2 separate regions of the Zea mays genome follow, and region 1 is linked to region 2. Evidence: chromatin contacts called from public Hi-C data. All regions are on one chromosome and are shown on one strand. Each heading gives the region's core, a stretch centred on a gene start, on an enhancer-like site or on the middle of the called end of the contact. The rest is flanking DNA. Distances are from core to core; before and after follow the strand shown.

Region 1 (5,473 bases), core at 1,425-3,924, 370 kb before region 2:
TGTGAACAGTAACCACGAGTACCGTGGGCAGAGACCCCCAACCATCAAATTCCCTCTCCAATCCCTCACCGATCTAGCGACCATAACAGATTGTATCACATAAAAATAGTCTTAGTTGCTGACCCAAAGCTCAGAAAACCAACAGTAATTGTGCAAATGGCATACTTGTATAGGTATCCATCAAGTCCAAGATTATATCACATAAATATATAGAGCAGTCTCAAGTTGCTACCCGAAAGTTTGGAAAACCAGTAGTTATGCAAATTATCAAGCTAACATCAAGGACACTGTTTACCTTGTTCTAAAATGTTATTTTGGGCCTGTTGCAATTAAACTGCATTCTTTTTATCAACTATGATGTTCCTTGAACCAGATTTAGCTAGCTGGTCTAAAAGGACATGGATTAATTACTCTAACAGACTTCAGTTTTCCCCGATTTATACTTCAACTGTAGTTCATCTACGTGAAAAAAAATTCCCATCAACAACACATGGAGATGTCTAATGGGTTAGGTCAGATTGTGTAGCTTATAAAGGTTTGGCACAACCCCACAGCAAAGTAAATTCACTTTCCAAAACCACTATATGTGTCCACAACAAATCCCATTGTATGTTGACCAAGAAGAAAACTATATGACATCATTACTGCAACCCTCAAGCAAGTGGCAATTGCATGAGATTGCACTACAGTCCCGAGCAGAAAACTCATGCTTTTATGAACAATTGTGTAGGACTGTAGGTTAGTAGTAACTAAGAGCATCTCCAACAGTGTCTTAAATCAGTGCACTATCTTAAAATATAGGGCTCTACTCATAAAAGAAACAACTTCAACAGCGTTCTATTTTACAATTTTTTTATCAAAAAAATAAAAATAAAATAGGGCAGACAATGAAGTGACACAAATATACAACACTCGGATTAGTCCCTATCCTTATTTTCTACATCATCCTCAATATTTTCTTTCCTAATAATGTAATTTATTTCCTAAAATACATTATTTAAGGCTTAACTATTGGAGCACAATTTGTTTTTAGTGCCCTAAACACGTTAAATGATGTAGTATTTCAACTTTTGGAGCACTAATTTGAGGCATCTTGATAGAGATGCTAATCATCTGAGCCACTATAATAATGGCCCACATTACAGAACCACAAGTAATATATGGACTCACGAAGAATAATAATTGACAAACTTACTTGATTCAAAGCATTCTGTGGAGTCTCATACTCTGCTGCCACAAAAACAAACACCTATAAGCATGCAATAAAAGCAAAGTTAAGCAGTGATCTTTTAAAGTTTCGCTTGAGCAGCACTAATAGATCAGGTGCATTAGAGATTTAGTCGCACAGATGTATCATGATTCACCGAATTTTTCTGGCAAATTCCCATTATATTTCTCATAGACCATTGTGCAAACTGAGAACACTCTAACAGTTATCCAAAGCTCAGGTTCAAATTCGCATTCGCTCAAAGACACAAACATTAAGGAGAGAGTACTTCCTGTGCTCGAGGATTCCTTACTTTTCAGTGTTGACCTCGTACACAAAACTAAAACCATACTTTCTAGTGCAGTAAAACTTAGTGGAAACTGGGAATGGCGACCATGAAGGGAAGGGTCTGAAGTACCAGAAATACACATTTACCTGTTTTGTGTTCCACGTGAAAAGAGACGAAAGGTCGGCCGAAATGTTCAGCGTCATGCTAACCTGAAGAACGAAAGACAGAGCAATCAATCGTTACAAATTCGAGGAACATATCTGACACAAGTAGTCTGATGTTAGCTCTGAATAATTTGCACAAAAAAAAAACGGAGATGACTTACCTCGTCGTTGCCGTTGGCCTCCTTCTGGAACCAGTTTAGATTCAAGATCTGTGTAACCCAAACGACGGGGACCGTGTTAGCATGACACATGAAGATTGTACAAGCAGATCGAGCCGCCCACGCTCGAAGTCACGAACTAAGATAGATACGCCAGCGGAGATCGGACACAAGGCAGGCGGGCGGGCTCGACGGGATTTAGAGAGACGCGGTGGGGCAGGGAAGAGGGGTGTGGTACCTTAACGGAGGCAGTGGGTGTTGGGGTGTTGAAGTTGTCGGAGAAGGAGGCGGCGAAGCAAATCGCGGCCAGTATGGTGACCGCGAACGTTGCCACCGCGTTGGCGCGGTGCCCAAAGGAGTGCATCCTGTCGCGGCTCCTTTTACTCCCTCGCCGCACGCAGCAGAAGAGATCGCCGGGCCTCCCCTGCCGCTGCTGCTCCTTCCTCCTGTCGCGGCGGCGCCGGCGACTTCACTGCAGTTTCCTTCTCTGTCTTCCTTTTCTCGGGAAGTGCTTACGGAGCCCGTGCAGTGCCGATCCTCCTCGACGGGCTAGGGCCCGCACGTCGGTGAGAGCCCCGAGCATGACGTGGCACGCGCTGATTGGTCGACGCACGTCACGGAGAGGGGCTCATCCAGTCAAGAAGTCAGGGTGCACGTGGGCCAACAAATGGGCCTAGCTGGCCCATTCATAGAAGTCGACCCACTCCCACTTGGTAATGGGAGGCGCGGCCTGGCCCGGCGTTGAAAGAGAGTGAACGCGACGCAGCCGAGGCGGGAAACCCTAACCTAATCCGCGGGGTGGCGGCGGCTTAGCGCTCGTTTAACTTTTCCATGAGCCCATGACGTTGACAGCTGACGCAGGACGGGTGGACGGCCCCGTTTGGGCATGTCGCGCTCACAATCGGCGGTCCGGCGTTAACCACCGCCACCGTTGTTGCTTCCACACCACAACCACACGCACTGGAACACCCAGCGCATCGGCCGGCAGGCGGCGCCCGCGTCTTGGCTGTCACCACACGCGCCCGCCGACGCCGACCAGGTCCCGCATACCCGCAGCTGCGTAGCCATTCCCACAAACCAACCATACACGCTAATCAAAAAGATTAGTGGAGCACTGCCTGAGCCTTGATTTCTCGTTCTTTAGTACTACCTGCTCCACGAGACCAGACCACGCCAGCGGAAAGATAAAGGATTAGTAGACCAGAAGCTTAAGCTTGCTGCCTTGCTGTTCATTTCCCTTGCCTGAGCCGTTAAGCGTACTGTACTGGCAGTTTGTTCGTTTACTCCGTTCCACGCATCCCAACAATTCGTCAATCCCCAGCCGCACGCACGAGAAAGAGGCAGATTCGCTGCTCCGACCGCGTCTTCGTTGCCTTGTTGGTTTCCGTTCTGTGACTCTGTCCTTCGCTTGCTTTTGACTTGGGGTAGTTGGCTTTTCTCTCCCCCCTCGCCTTCCTCCAGGCTTTGGGGATTTGGTTGCTTCCTGTCGGGGTTTGAGAGGAGCGGCGCTCTTGAATTGTTGCTTTCAATTGGTCCGTTTGGCAGGGTTTGGCAATAGAAAGGTAAGATTTCTGTGGAATTCCACCTTGCTTCCGTCTAATTTGGCAGTTTTTTTTGAGGATCCGAGACCGCGTTTGTTGATTGCGAGAAGAGCCTTTTGGTTGTAGATTTGTTGCCGGAGATGGGCAAGCCGTCGCTGAAGAAGAAGAGGGCCTCCGGCGGCGGCAAGTCCGGCGACCACGGGGGCAAGCCGGCGTCACTGGAGCGGTCTGGTTCCAAGGTCCTCGACGGCGATGAGACCCTCTTCACGGACATGGCGCAGGAGCACAAGGAAGAGGGCAATAAGCTCTTCCAGCGCCGGGACTACGACCGCGCGCTGCTCAACTACGACAAGGCCATAAAGCTTCTGCCCCGGGCGCACCCCGACGTCGCCTACCTCCACAGCAACATCGCCGCCTGCTACATGCAGATGAGCCCGCCCGACTACTACCGAGCCATCAACGAGTGCAACATCGCGCTCGAAGCGTCGCCCAAGTACACCAAGGCGCTGCTCAAGCGGGCGCGCTGCTTCGAGGCTCTGGGCAGGCTCGACCTCGCGTGCAGGGACGTCAACAAGGTGCTCGCTCTGGAGCCCAACAACCTTACTGCGCTGGATGTATCCGACAGGATCAAGAAGACTATGGAGGAGAAGGGAATCGTTCTGGACGACAAGGAGATCATGCCCACGCCGGAGGAGGTGGTGGCCGCTGCACCCAAGCAGAAACCGCGCAAGAAGAGGGGAGGACGGAAGTTCGCTGCCAAGGCTGCGGCTGCTGCTGTGGAGGAGGTCGATGAACAGAAGATTGCGGAAGCTATCAAGGAGGAGGTGGAGGAGCAGCCAAGGCAGGTGAAACTCGTGTTTGGGGAGGACATAAGGTGGGCTCAGGTGCCGGCGAGCTGCAGCATGGCACAGCTGCGCGAGGCCGTCCGGAGCAAGTTTCCTGGACTGAAGGCTGTTCTTGTCAAGTACAAGGACAAGGAGGGTGATCTTGTGACAATCACCAACCAGGATGAGCTGAAATGGGCTGAGGAGTTGGCTGAGGCTGGGAGCTCACTTCGGCTGTATGTTACCGAGGCTGATCCGGAACATGAACCTTATGTTGACGACACCAATATGGAGAGAAATGTAAACAGCAATTCGGATAATGGAAGTATTAGAAGCAATAGGCAGGATGAGGACAGGAGCACTGTGACCTGTATTGATGATTGGATTGTGCAATTCGCCCGGCTTTTCAAGAACCATGTTGGGATTAGCTCTGATGAGTACCTGGACCTCCATGAGGTCAGTATGAAGCTCTACACTGAGGCAATCGAGGACACTATTACTACTGAGGAAGCCCAGGAGGTGTTTCATCTTGCTGAGGGAAACTTTCAGGAGATGGCAGCACTTGCATTTTTCCACTGGGGTAATGTTCACATGTCCCGGGCCAGGAAGAGATTGTTGCTATCAGGAGATTCCCCAAGTGAATTGGTGCTTGAGCAGGTGAAGGAAGCATATGAATGGGCAAGGGACGAATACAATAAGGCTGGAACAAGATATGAAGATGCCGTGAAGGCCAAGCCGGACTTTTTTGAAGGTTTCCTTGCACTGGCGCACCAGCAGTTTGAACAAGCAAAACTGTCATGGTACTATGCAATTGGTAGTAATGCAGATTTGGACAGCTGTTCTTCTGAAATTCTGGAGCTCTTCAATAAAGCTGAGGATAATATTGAGAAAGGTATAGAGATGTGGGAGGAAATGGAAGAACAGCGTCTGAAGAATCGATCTAAACCTAGCCAGGAGAATATTGTGCTAGAGAAGATGGGCTTGGAGGAGTATATCAAGGATGTATCCACTGATGATGCGGCTGAACAGGCTTCCAATTTAAGGTCTCAGATAAACATTTTATGGGGTATGCTCCTTTATGAACGTTCAGTTGTGGAATTTAAATTAGGTCTCCCAATGTGGGAGGATTGTTTGATGGCTGCTATTGAAAAGTTCAAACTTGGGGGAGCTTCTGCCACAGATATTGCTGTGCTGGTGAAAAACCACTGTGCCAATGAAACTGCTCAAGATGGTAAGATAAATTTACTGTTTTTGTCCTGTGAAAACTAAACTGTTGATTTTTGCTGGAGA
Region 2 (5,192 bases), core at 2,286-4,785:
GTTGTAACTTGTGTGGTTGAACTTGATTTGTTTCATTTTGTTTTGTGAACTCAAGTACTTAACTTATGTATGAACACATTCTATAATTGAAATTTTATGTAATGTCTGAAAAGACGTTTCAACGTTCGTTTAAACGTTTAAACGTTAAAAAGGTGGTTCATAACGTTTTAACGTTTTACCGTTTTAATAACCATGCATATGTGGGTAGTGTTGTACTTCAGTTGACACAGTGATTTCCTATAGCTGATATAAATTGCATCTCAGGATCCTTGACAACCTCCCGCTAGTTGTTCCTGTTACAAGGCAAGATAAGAACAGTATTGCTTATCAAGGTGGATATCATGTTGGTGCCAAAGGCCTGTATTCTGGAGTAAGTCCTTTTGTTCACTTAATGTTTACTTTTTCTTTATGCATGCAATCTTTAATTCTTTGTTGGAACCCTTTATATATTTATCTGTACAAATAAATTCTCGTACACATTTTTTTCAGACAAAGGATGAGAAATACTTCATACACAACCATTTGTCATTTACGGTGAAGTATCACAAGGACGATAATTTGGAACATTCTAGAATAGTGGGATTTGAGGTCAACCCACACAGGTTTACCTCTTAACTTTGTTTGGCGGGATTTATTCTTCTTGTGCTTTATGAAATGGACCTAAGGTATTTTGGTACATATTTTGCCAGTGTCAAGCACCAGGTTGACGATAAATGGAATGGTGTAGACACCCGCTTGAGCACTTGTGATCCTCATGCGAGCAAATTTGTAATAAACTCTGATTCTCCTCAGGAAGTTGAAGTTGGCAAGGAAATCATATTCACATATGATGTTCGCTTTGAGGTACAAGACTGGGATTAAGAATTGCTTATTTTAACTTTGTTTAGCTGCTAGTGTACTCTTTGAATGTTTCTTTTGTCATGATTTTAATGGAACTTCCACTAATTTTCAGGAGAGTGAGATCAAGTGGGCGTCACGCTGGGACACCTACCTGTTGATGACCGATGATCAGATTCACTGGTTTTCTATTGTGAACTCTCTCATGATCGTGCTTTTCCTATCAGGCATGGTTGCCATGATAATGCTTCGCACTCTCTACAGAGACATTTCTAGATACAATCAGCTTGAAACTCAAGAAGAAGCACAAGAGGAAACAGGCTGGAAGCTTGTTCATGGGGATGTGTTCCGTCCTCCAACCTACTCTGACTTGCTCTGTGTTTATGTTGGCACTGGCGTCCAATTCTTTGGCATGCTCGTAGTTACAATGATCTTTGCTGTGTTGGGTTTCCTTTCTCCATCAAACCGGGGAGGACTCATGACTGCAATGCTTCTAGTCTGGGTTTTGATGGGTCTGCTTGCTGGCTACTCTTCTTCCCGCCTTTACAAGATGTTCAAAGGTTCAGAGTGGAAGAAGATAACCCTGCAAACGGCTTTCCTATTTCCAGGGGTTGCATTTGTTATTTTCTTCATCTTGAATGCTCTTATATGGGGGGAGAAGTCATCTGGTGCTGTTCCTTTCACCACAATGTTTGCCTTGGTCCTCCTTTGGTTTGGCATCTCAGTACCCCTTGTCTTCGTTGGGAGTTATCTTGGGTTCAAGAAACCTGCCATGGAACCTCCAGTCAAGACAAACAAGATTCCACGTCAGATCCCTGAGCAGGCTTGGTACATGAATCCGCTTTTCACCATTCTGATTGGCGGTGTCCTTCCATTTGGAGCAGTTTTCATTGAACTCTTCTTCATCCTCACCTCCATCTGGCTGCACCAGTTCTACTACATATTTGGCTTCCTCTTCCTTGTGTTTGTGATCCTGATCATCACCTGCGCCGAGATCACAATCGTGCTCTGCTATTTCCAGCTCTGCAGTGAGGACTACATGTGGTGGTGGAGGTCTTACCTTACCTCAGGATCCTCCGCCCTGTATCTCTTCCTGTACGCTGGTTTCTACTTCTTCACGAAACTGCAGATCACTAAGCTGGTGTCTGGCATCTTGTACTTCGGCTACATGCTTCTCGCCTCATATGCCTTCTTCGTGCTGACTGGCACAATTGGTTTCTGCGCCTGCTTCTGGTTCACTAGGTTGATTTACTCTTCAGTGAAGATCGATTAGGTGCCAAGATGACAGAACAGCACATGTTTCAATGGAGTCAAGATAATTGTATGATTAATGTGGATTGGGGAATTACCCCCCCTCCTTTTTTTGAAGGTTTTCAGGAAAATTTTACTGTTTAGGATTTAGTTTACAGATGGTTTATGTTTTGTTATTGTCAGGTTATACACTTTAGTGATTTGGAACTGAAAAATATAAGGGTAAACACATTATGATGAGGCTGTACCTTGTGACAAATTTTTTTGTGGGGCTCTATATAAATTAAATTCATTGTGACAGGTATATGCTTGTACCGGTGAATTACTGTAGGGCTCCAAGACCAGTATGAAATCCACCGTTTGGATCCTGGAATTGAATAGTAAATTTAGATATAGATTAATTAAGCTAATATGGTTTTATGCAGAATATATTTGTATATTATTGTTGGTCACATGGGATAAATATTTATGTACTTCAGTTATACTATAGAGGAGTGAGCCGAGTTGTAAGTTACCGAGTAAAAAAATGTAGATTAGTGATACATAAAATCAATCTCCCTAGATTTATCTCTAAACTTTGGAAAGTGGTAGAATGCCAAATTCTAAACTAAATGACCTATATTATTAAGTAAATTCCAATTCAATAGCAATTGGCAAGAATGTAACCTCAGTTCCTTAGAGATCAGAGCTGGCGCTTTGACTTGCAAAAATCTTTGTTCCAGCAATGCTCATTTGTTGTGCTGTGAATCGAATGCTGGCATTTTAAAAGTTGAGTGTTATCATTAAGTCACTATGCCTGCTTGAGGTATTAGGCAGTAAGAGTTGGTTTGGTTTGATGATCAGAGAATTGGAGGACATCTATATGGGAGAAATCTCCTTGCTTAGGAATAGTGATTTCTATTTTCTCAAACTAAATTAGTTTGTTTTTTTGGGAAATAAAAATCCCAGAATGGAGTTCTCAACCCCATTTTTTTGCAAGTGATTTCAATTTTTTCCAGTAGAAATTAATTCATTTCTCTTAGAAAATTGAAAATCGCTTAAAAATGAGATTACTAAACTAGCTCTTAGCAAGGAGATTCTTCTCTCATGGATTTTCTCTAATTCTTTGATCACCAAATCAGCCATAATTAATCATCAAATTTCCCAACCTGATTTCGCCATTGGTGTACATGGGGAAATGAAATGAAAGGGTGCCATGGGATGGAGAAACCTGGGAAGTTGCTTCTCTCAGGCTCGGCAGATGCCTGCTGCATTGCTGTTTGCAGCAGTCCGTCACGTTCGAACTGACTCTCAGGGGCCTAGCCACTCGCCAGGGAACCAGTCATGGCGCGTATAAAGGGCTCAATTCCCGCCAAATCTGCTGAAATCCGTGGTGCCCCAACAAAAAAAGCGGGCCACACCCACACTCCGCAGCAAAACCATACTCGAGTCGGGCTCGGGGCTGACACTAGCGATATAATTGGTGCTGCTGCCGGGCTCCTGTGTCCTGTCTCCTTTCCTACGCGGCTACGCCGGTCCGCCCACTGACTGTACGACAGCACTTCCGCCGCAGTTCACTTGCTCTCTGCCTCCTCTTCGCTCTTCTGCTCACATAACCACGGCCGTCTCCCCAACGTGGTGCTCGCACCGCAGCCGCAATGTCGTGGCTCCTTGTCGCCGCGGTGCTTGCCGGCTTCGCGCTTGGTCCCTCCGCCGGCACGGACCACATCGTTGGGGCCAACCATGGGTGGAACCCCAACATCAACTACTCCCTCTGGTCCGGCAACCAGACCTTCTACGTCGGCGACCTCATCTGTAAGGCCCTCCTCATCCAAACAAGAAATTCTAGGCCCTTCTGGCTGCCGTATTAGATCCATTTCATTTCATAGCGAGGTGAGGCTCCCGTTGGAGCCCTGATTGCTGCTAACACCGCAATGTTGCTGTGCAGCGTTCCGGTATCAGAAGGGGACGCATAACGTGTTCGAGGTGAACGAGACGGGGTACGACAATTGCACCATGGCTGGGGTCGCCGGCAACTGGACCTCCGGCAAGGACTTCATCCCACTCCCCGCCGCCCGCCGCTACTACTTTGTCTGCGGCAACGGCTTCTGCCTGCAAGGCATGAAGGTCGCCATCACTGTCCACCCGCTCCCGCACAACGCTACCTCCAAGGGCTCCAGCAGCCATGCGGACACCGGCGCACAGGAAGAGGCCGCCGCGGCGGCGCTCGGGACCAGGAGCGCCGCGTGGCTGGCGACGCTCGCAGTCGCCGCAGCTGCAGTGGCTGCTTTCTGCTAGGAGCCTTATTCCATGCATTCACTGAACATTGTTCTAGTATTTTTGTTTTTGCTCCCATCTCATTCGGATCTTTCACTTTTCTGCAAGCAAATCTGCTTGAGAAGCTAAACTACCCTTCCGACAACTCATCAATGCATTTCACAAAAAAACCAATTTAAGCACCAACATGCCATGTATTACAGGTTGCGACGACTCTGAACACTAGAAAGAAGGAAGCAACAAACCCTATAAGAGATTGTCGAATAGAATCCCTTTTCTTATATACACCACCTCACTATCCTTTTTTGTCTATTATCCACCGGTTAGAGCTCCACAGCACGGTGTGCCACTCAACGCCTACTTCGGGGGGTAATCTGGGCCATCGACCTCGCTGTTCACAAAGGCAACTCAAATTCTGAAAGAATAACTTGGGATTTTACAACGCTGAGATTTCAAACGCTGCTAGTGTAGTAGCTTCAGTCAAAGGAAAGCTTACTTGGGCCGCATCCCTTCTGCAGTGGTAGCAGACTGCTCAGCGCTAGAAGTAGCAACAGCTAAAGCTGGTTTCTTGAATTGAACCACAATAACCGTCATGTTATCACATCCTTCGCCACCAGATGTAGGTGCCACACAGCGGTTGAGCAACTTCTCACACACACTAGATATCTTATCCTCCTGTTAAGTTATTAGGCGCATGAGGGAACAATTTAAAGTGTAAAGGTATCAAACACAACAGTGTGCTCCACTTACGGTCTTTAGCTGTTTATGTACAAAATCAACTACTTCTTGACTTGACATGCAATCCCTGTATGAAGAAAAAAATGTTCAGCAACGACAATACAATAAGC

Evidence for each region. A called contact is a pair of places that touch in the nucleus more often than the background predicts.
Region 1: a Hi-C map of tassel shows a contact between it and region 2, with 3 times the contacts expected there. The contact joins the promoter of LOC103633129 here to the promoter of LOC100283139 in region 2. A contact is called at or near these places in 4 of 25 Hi-C or Micro-C datasets (ear, endosperm, leaf and 1 more).

Annotation. Positions count from the first base shown.
Region 1 is chr7:152,269,025-152,274,497 of Zm-B73-REFERENCE-NAM-5.0, reverse strand. It overlaps LOC103633129 (Octicosapeptide/Phox/Bem1p (PB1) domain-containing protein / tetratricopeptide repeat (TPR)-containing protein), which reads left to right and starts at 2,674. Exons shown (of 4, transcript XM_020540974.1): 1 at 2,674-3,380; 2 at 3,486-5,414. The coding sequence starts at 3,500. It overlaps LOC100283950, which reads right to left and starts at 2,432. Exons shown (of 6, transcript NM_001156848.2): 1 at 2,057-2,432; 2 at 1,822-1,869; 3 at 1,643-1,705; 4 at 1,196-1,249. The coding sequence starts at 2,182.
Region 2 is chr7:151,903,570-151,908,761 of Zm-B73-REFERENCE-NAM-5.0, reverse strand. It overlaps LOC100283139 (blue copper protein), which reads left to right and starts at 3,535. Exons shown (of 2, transcript NM_001156041.2): 1 at 3,535-3,882; 2 at 4,016-4,610. The coding sequence starts at 3,726. The coding sequence ends at 4,365. It overlaps LOC100382283 (putative protein phosphatase 2C 21), which reads right to left. Exons shown (of 11, transcript NM_001175033.1): 10 at 5,095-5,149; 11 at 4,505-5,002. The coding sequence ends at 4,994. LOC100285422 (transmembrane 9 superfamily protein member 4) reads left to right here. Exons shown (of 7, transcript NM_001158315.2): 4 at 265-370; 5 at 490-602; 6 at 690-843; 7 at 953-2,391. The coding sequence ends at 2,110.